2 separate regions of the Arachis hypogaea genome follow, and region 2 is linked to region 1. Evidence: chromatin contacts called from public Hi-C data. All regions are on one chromosome and are shown on one strand. The core of a region is the stretch at or near the end of the contact, and the rest is flanking DNA. Distances in the headings are between cores, read along the strand shown.

Region 1 (3,949 bases), core at 99-2,598:
CATGCACAAAGTAAAGAAGAAAAAGGCAAAGCATGCCAACCTGGTAATTTAGAAGGAAGCTTGAGGAAGAACTAGGAAGACAGAAGAAACAGAGCGGCACCAGAAAGTAAAAACCACGGAGAAAAGAGGAGTTCCCTTTCAGAAATGAAGAGTTTTTTCCTTTAGAAAAAAGAAACGGACGAGGGAAATGGAACAAAAGCAGGTACGGTTTCAAAAGAAAGCAAAAAGACACAACTAACCCTAGGCACAATGAAGACTCACAGGGGCAAGAAAGAGAAAAAACCCTCTCGCAATAAATGCCCCCTTGGAAAAACAAACTAATAAATCACGCCTCGAAGAACGCAACGGGCGCAGCAGACACGGAAAGGTCATGTCAAGACCAAAAATGGTCAGACAAATCTTTCACCAAACAAAACCGAGAGGCCGACTTCGTCACCGAACGGACACTCGAGAAAGACTGGAGACGCACTGAAAAACGCCTCACCTCCTAGCGACAAACCGACCTTGCTCGCTCTCCCGCTGGGGGGCAACTGTTACGGATCCGGCCCACGGATCCCGGACCCGAGACCGGACCCGAACCCGGCTCCTCGGACCAACCCGTCTCCCCCTTCCGAAAGGCCCAAAACCGGCCCTAAGGAGCTCCTAACCAACTTTCAAACTCAAACATCTCCCTTATCTTAAACCAAATAAGATAAGATAAGACAGGTCCCCATCTCCTATAAATAAAAGGACCCAAGTCCCCTTCAGGTATTCATTCATCCCTCACACTCCCTACCTCTTGGATCCATTCTGACTTGAGCGTCGGAGTGTCTTTGCAGGTATCTCCCCTCCGCTCCGCTTGGACTGTCCGACATCCATCTCGACCCGCAGGTTCCCGATTCCCCTCCTGAACCGTATCAGAGACGTTCTGTACATTACCAATTTATTTCAAATATTTATATTCATTCTTAAAATTTTATTAGAAAAACACACATTATCCAAATACATGCGTAATACAACATATATTTTTTCAAAAATTTTGAATCAATTATTTTCTTCTGTAAACATGCACAACAATATAATAGTAATAACTAATGTTGGTTTCGGCCATATAAAAAACTCTACACATAGATACAACAGTTTATTTTTTTTGTCGATACACTATACTTTATCCACTTCTCCCTAAACCCACTATCAAGTTTTACAAGCACAATCCATATACAGAATTGTATACATATAAAGGAGCCCACTCCCAATGACAAAAAAGAAAAAATAAAGAACAGAGCCCATTACTTTCCTAGACACATTACGGGATTTGCACGGTAGCTCTTTCGCTCCCTAGCCGTGGCTCCATCAAGCAAGCCCGACAAGCTGCAGAGATCTCAAACAAGCCTGTCCCCTGTAAGGAGCGCCGTGCCACTTGTCACTCAATTCTTGAATCTGTATCATTAACATCTGTACCATATAATTGGTCGAAATCTACTTAATATACTAAAATTGGATTTTCCCCCAACTACTAAATATGACGTGTCGATCTCTTATACTTCCGTTTTTCCTAAACGAATAATTTTTTTTCTATTCTAAATTATTTTATTGTAATTATATTATAATTAATACTAAATGAATAATATATATATATATATATATATAAAATTATACTAATTTAGCAACATATCTTCGTTATAATTATATCAAATCAATATTTAATGCACTATTAAACTACTTATCAATTATCAATTAAAAATACTTTTAATAATTTTAATGATAATAATAATATCAATAATAGTAATAATAATAATAATAATAATAATAATAATAATAATAATAATAAATCTTTGTTATCCGATTCACGTATATCAAATAATTTTTCTAAATTATTTTATAAAAAATATCTTTAATATAATTATTTTGTATTTAATATTTAATGAATAATATATAATTATACTAATTTAAAAACATACTTTTATTATAATTGTATCAAATCAAAATTTAATGCACCATTAAACTATTTATCAATTCTCAATTAAAAATACTTTTATTCATCTTAATGATAATAATAATATCAATAATAGTAATACTAATAATAAAAAATTTTGTTACCCGTGATACGATGAAATTAATATATAATTATACTAATTTAGGAACATATATTCATCATAATTGTATCAAATCAATATTTAATGCATTATTAAAAAATTACCTTAATAATAGATAATTTACATATTTATTTTTGTTTTACTAAAGTCTATATATAGTATTTTCCTGTGGTACATGAATCTAAATTTGAGAGTCAATTCATAATTTTATATTTAGTGTTTTTTTATTTTTTTTACTACTTCATAGAATAAGAATGTATTCTTCGTTTTTTTATTGAAGTTGATCCTTTTAAGGTACAATTTCTAATTTTTTATAATATTTTTCATATACTCATTCTATTATATTATCTTTTTGATAATTTTTTATTTGTTGTTACTCTAAGTTATTCTTATCGTCTAATGTTCCAGTTCGATTGTCTTTTGTCACAATCATTTACAATGCATCACATCCATGAAATACCTCATCGAGTTGTCTTCACTGATTCGAATTCCAACTACATGGATGTAAGCGTTCAAAGAAGAGACAATAGTCTCTACTTTACCGAAGGATGGTTGGATCTACTCACCTATTATGACCAACCCAATGGAATGTGGTTAAAGTTAGATTTCTTAGGAGGAGCTCGATTTTTGATTGAGGAATTGCATCCACGGAACTTTATAAGGCAAGTTCAAGTTCCATCCCCTCCATACTTTTTACGTCTGCCCAAAAATCTTTGAAGTGGAGAACATAATGAAATTGAATTCTCTCAGTTTCAGTTTAGTTTTGCTAAATTCGTGACAAATTCAAATATGCAATTTCAACGATTGGTAATATATTTAAATTTTTTTAGTTTAAGCTGTTCATTATTATAATAATTTTTTAACATATTTTGATTTTTTTCAGAAATTACCAGCTGTCTTTTGCATGCATGCAATACCATTGAGGGGAATAAGAGTTAGTTTGATTTCTCAGTGTGGCAATTCTATACTTTGCCGCATTGCATGGATAGCGGATGATGAAACTTATCTAACAAGAGGATGGTCTGATTTTGCATGAATTCTAAATATTGAAACTTACGATGTTATTTCAGTTGGTTGTCGTTACAAGAATGATTCTATACTATACGTGACTAAGGACTAGAATAGGTTCAATATTGTTTAGGTAATTTGGTTTTACTATTAGTATTTGATTAAATTATAATTATAGAATTTTAAATTATTGCCTCAATTTATATATTACGATTATTTTTTGTGGATGTGCTATTTTTGAATAATTTAATAAAATGAAATAGTATCAGATATTATTAAGTTTATTTTTATCCTTTATTTTTTTATTTGTATTTTCATTATATTTGACAAAAAATGAACCTACACATATATTAAATCGTTGACCTAAAGACAATTTATTTGCCAATAAAAACAAATTTTATTTATAATTGGAATAAAATTTATTTGCCAATAATCGGTGGATAAAATTAAAATTACACCCGTGTCATATAATTATAATTGATTAATTGGTATAAAATGAAATTATACCCTACCATGAGTAATAATCTAAATAATTATATCTTAACAAAATATAATTTGAAATCATTTATAAACAATTATCTTAACAAAAATAATTATTTAATAATTGATTTAAAAATCAATGTAAAAAATAATTATTAATAATAGTATTATTAACTGGGTAAATAATATAATTTCAAATTATTACTTGATATATAAATAATATATGGAAATCTATTGAGTAAATCAATAATTTTGCACCTTAATAATTTGACAATTATTACTCAATTAACCAGTTAATTGAATTAGTAATAACAAATTCCAATTTCAAATTTTGTTTATTAAGTAGTTATTAAAAACTGGATAATAACTATTTACACGGGAAAATC
Region 2 (4,251 bases), core at 253-2,752, 140 kb before region 1:
GGGGTCAGCAGTTTTGTTGAATTTTGGCCAGCATTTAACCAGCAAAAAAATGTGAGTCATTGGATGAAATCTCACACCAATCTCACACCATCAAATCATCATTGATGTCTAGTTGATGGCTAACAATCACAAAAATTGTTGGCCCCTAACATTGCTCATAAAATTATGTATCAACTAAATGGCGAAACATGATAAATATGCAAAATATAACTTCTTGAATCAATGACATAATCCAAAAATTTTCTTACATAACATAATTACATATAGCCCATGATAGATTGAAGGACACTTTGATCATGACATTTCAAGGCATAACATATTCCGTTAGCTGCTAATAGTATGGTGAACTAAGAACAACTCTTGGTGGAACCACACTATGGGTTCAATAATCTCATCGTTTCTCCCCAAATACCAAATATCCAGATTAAATAACCCAAAACACAGTTTTAGGAGCCATCGTGACGAAAAACGCAACGAATAAAAAAGAAATCAAATTAAAAACCAATTTGGAGTTGAGACGGGCAACATTTACAAGGTTTTCTGTGAACTATATACAAAGCAGGGGACAAACAATGCAGATTTCTTTCTAAAAAATAATAATAACAAATAAAAATAGAAAAAAAAATCCATCCCCCGGGAGAATAAAATAAAAATACAAAGACAGTAGGGATGAACTAGTGATAATGGTTTTCAAGCTACTTCGCGTTTTAAACAAAATAAATAGCAAAACAGAGAAATTTAAAAAAATATATAATACCAAATACCAAAAATAAAACTCATGATAAGTGCACAATTGTTCTGTATATATGTATAAGGTCTATATTTTCAAATTTCATGGCCGTTCTGTAACCAAAAAAAAAAAAATGGTTGTCAATAGAATTCATTTGTTTGGGCTAACAAATAATAACTAACCTTAACGATGAGGCGCTTGACATCCTTCAAGAAAGCTCGAGAAGGATCCAAGGTGACTGATTCAGGTTCTATGTATGCCGTCGGCGAGTTCAAGTAAGCCGGCCCATTCGAAAGGCGCCACTCCGTCGAGTTGCCCAAAAACACGTTGAAACCATTTTTGACGGGAGGCTGCATCTTTGTGTATGTTATCTGGTTCTGATACCTTAGACAAATGAAGCTCCAATTAATTTGGAATACAAGCTAAGGTGCTGTTTTCTGAAAGCACTTGGTTCTGGTTTTTAACGATTGGGTATTTATATATGCATACATTATTCATACGTATATACAGACATGTTTGTTAAAGAATGCTAAACCGAATTTTATTTGTTGTTATGTGGTTTCCGTGTGCTACTAAGATTAATCATTGTTATATAAAATACAAAGTTTAATTTACTACTCTTGAGTCTTGACAAGTACTTAATTTCCTTCCGGTTCAAGTGATCAATTATATGATACAAATGCTTTATTTTAAGCTTATTATTACTACACATGTTTACGCCGCCTCCCATAAGTTCATAAGACATATATTTCGGGAATAATATATAATATATGTTTCAATGTACTAAAAGTATATATATATATATATGTGCCAAAAAAAATTTTCTTAAATATTAATTTATATGTGTACTACATAGCTTTCGGTTAGTATATTTGATTTTATTTTATATAGGTTAGAATTAAAATTGATGTTATATATTGCCAATATTTTCTAAATTCAAAAACTATATCATAAGCAAATATATAATTGATTATAATTAAGATTGTCAAAATGGGTCAAGTTTATTAAATATTCATTTACTTTAACTCATGATAATAATAAAAAAATCTTCTATCAAGTCATAAATTGAGTCTAATAAAATTATTTTGGTTATAATTTCGGCTTATATATTAATTTTACTTTTATAATTTTTTCAATCAACAAATAGATAACACAATTTTCGTTATCTTTGCATATTCTTTAAATTTTATTATGATATCAGAACTCGATTTTGAACTCTGTTGACAGTTATGGATAAACCAATCAATCCAGATCCCAAAACTCCATCAACCCCTCCTACAATGAATAATCATTCTTCTATAAATGTTGTTGTTGTCCCTTTACCTCTCTACTTTGTTCTAGGTCAAAGAGAAAGGGCACACCAGCAACTTCATCAGAGCCTCCTTTGACTCTCTCGTTAGCCCAGCACTCTTTTCTTATGGCACTTCTAAGAAAGGCTAAAACTCATTTTTTAGATCGCAAAACAGAAATAACCATTCTTCTAATAAAAAAACTCGTCTTTCAAACCAACTTGGACTTTTGCCAAATCCAACTACTTATTATCTTTGTTCTTTCAGTACTTTTTCTATTGTTAATAATTTTTCAAATCAAAATTCAACTCTAATGTCAAAGTTGTCCATTCCGATAATGGACCAGAATTCATTTTACATGATTTTTATGATTCAAAGGGCATCATTCATCAACGTAATTGTGCTGATACTCCTCAACAAAATGGAAGGGTAGAACGCAAGCATCAACATATTTTGAATATAGTTTTTGCTCTTATATTTCAATCTAACTTACCATTATCTTTTTGGTCTTATGCTCTTAAACATGGTGTTTATTTGTTTAATAGAGTTCCATCATCTGCAATTAATTTTAAAACACCATTTAAGATTTTATTTAATCATCCACCAACTTATCATGACTTTAAAATTTTTGGATACTTATGTTTTATTTCTACCCTAATGGCAAATAGATCAAAATTTGATCCAAGAGCCAAAAAGACTATGTTTATTGGTTTTGAACATGATTTTAAAGGATAAATTATTTATGTTTTAGAAGATAAAAGAATTGAGATCTCTAGAAATTTAATTTTTTATGAAATGATCTTGCCCTTAGTCACAAAAAATGTCCAATTTCATACACCCAGCCCAACATTGCCAGACACACCTTGTCAAAAATAAGATTTAGTTAGTCTTCCAGTTAAACCTTATCCATGCCCATTGACCCACTTCCATCTAATTGTTTCTTTTCTCCAACAACCTCTCCTTCTTTCTCACTGTCATGTCCTAACCAACTTGAACCCATGACCACCGAATCTATTTCAAGTCATACATTCTTTCCTCCTTCTGCAATAGACATTAGTCCACTATCACCTCTTCATCCCACGTTACCTTCCTCATAACCTGAGCAATCTCATCCTCATCATTCTGACTGACCTCACTGATCTTTAGCATATATCTCTTATTATTTGTGCAATTCCTCTCTCACCTCCACAAATTTCTCTCCCTTAAAGTGCTGGTATCCCCTATCTTTATTTACGTCTTTTTTTCTCTTTCATCTTCTTATCATAAGTTTTTTTTATCTCTACATTCTGATATTGAGGCAAAGTCTTTTAAACACACCAATCAATATTTTAATTAGCGTAATGCTATGAAAGATGAGCTGGATGCTCTTGAGTTGAACAAAACTTGGCATCTTTTGATTGTCTTGTAGGTATTAAGCTGGTTGGCTATAAATGGATCTATCGCATCAAATGCAAGCTTGATGGTTCAATTGATTGATATAAGGCACGCCTTGTGGCTAAAGGATTCACCCTTACTTAAAGTGTTGATTTCTTGAAAACCTTTTTCCCTATTGTCAAGCCTGCCACCATCAGATTGGTTTTGGCATTAGCATCTATGAAGCATTGACCCATACATCAGTTGGATGTCAATAATACTTTCTTACATGAAAATCTTTATGAAGATGTTTATATGACTCTGCCACCCGGATTTACATATCATCGACCAAGTCAATGTTGCAAGCTACTGAAGTCATTGTATGGTTTACGACAATCTAGTCGTATGTGGTATGACAAACTTTCTCATCTTTTACTATCTCATGGATATCAACAGATCTTATCTGATTATAGTCTATTTGTTAAGTTCACTGGTACTCAAATTTCTATCCTTCTAGTCTATGTTGACGATATTGTTCTTAAGCTAATTCCATTTTTAAACTTGCTACCATTAAGTCTATTTTGCACCAACACTTCTTAATTAAAGATTTTGACCATTAAAATATTTTTTGGATATTGAGGTTGTACAATCAGCAAAAAAATTACTTATCTCAGAGAAAATACTATCTTAATCTTTTCGAGGATTCTGGTTTATTAGGTGCTAAACCTGCATCTATTCCAATTGATAGTGCCACAAGAATTATTAAGACAATAATCCCCTACTATTTGACTCTTTTATTTATCGCCGTTTGGTTGGACGTCTTATCTATCTCACCATTATCTGACCTGACATCATGTTACTCAATAATTAAGTCAATTT

What was found. Hi-C and Micro-C count contacts between places; a contact is called where the count stands out from the background.
Region 2: a Hi-C map of an unstated tissue shows a contact between it and region 1, with 5 times the contacts expected there. The contact joins the promoter of LOC112796906 here to the enhancer-like site in region 1. A contact is called at or near these places in 3 of 8 Hi-C or Micro-C datasets (leaf and an unstated tissue).

What each region holds. Positions count from the first base shown.
Region 1 is chr4:82,973,715-82,977,663 of arahy.Tifrunner.gnm2.J5K5, reverse strand. No RefSeq gene overlaps it. Among protein-coding and RNA genes, the nearest start is that of LOC112796905, 8.1 kb to the right of the region's middle. Within about 2 kb of position 1,348, at least 2 of the 3 cell types and tissues checked have open chromatin away from gene starts, as enhancers often do.
Region 2 is chr4:83,118,345-83,122,595 of arahy.Tifrunner.gnm2.J5K5, reverse strand. LOC112796906 (delta-1-pyrroline-5-carboxylate synthase) reads right to left here and starts at 1,502. Exons shown (of 20, transcript XM_025839585.3): 1 at 913-1,502. The coding sequence starts at 1,086.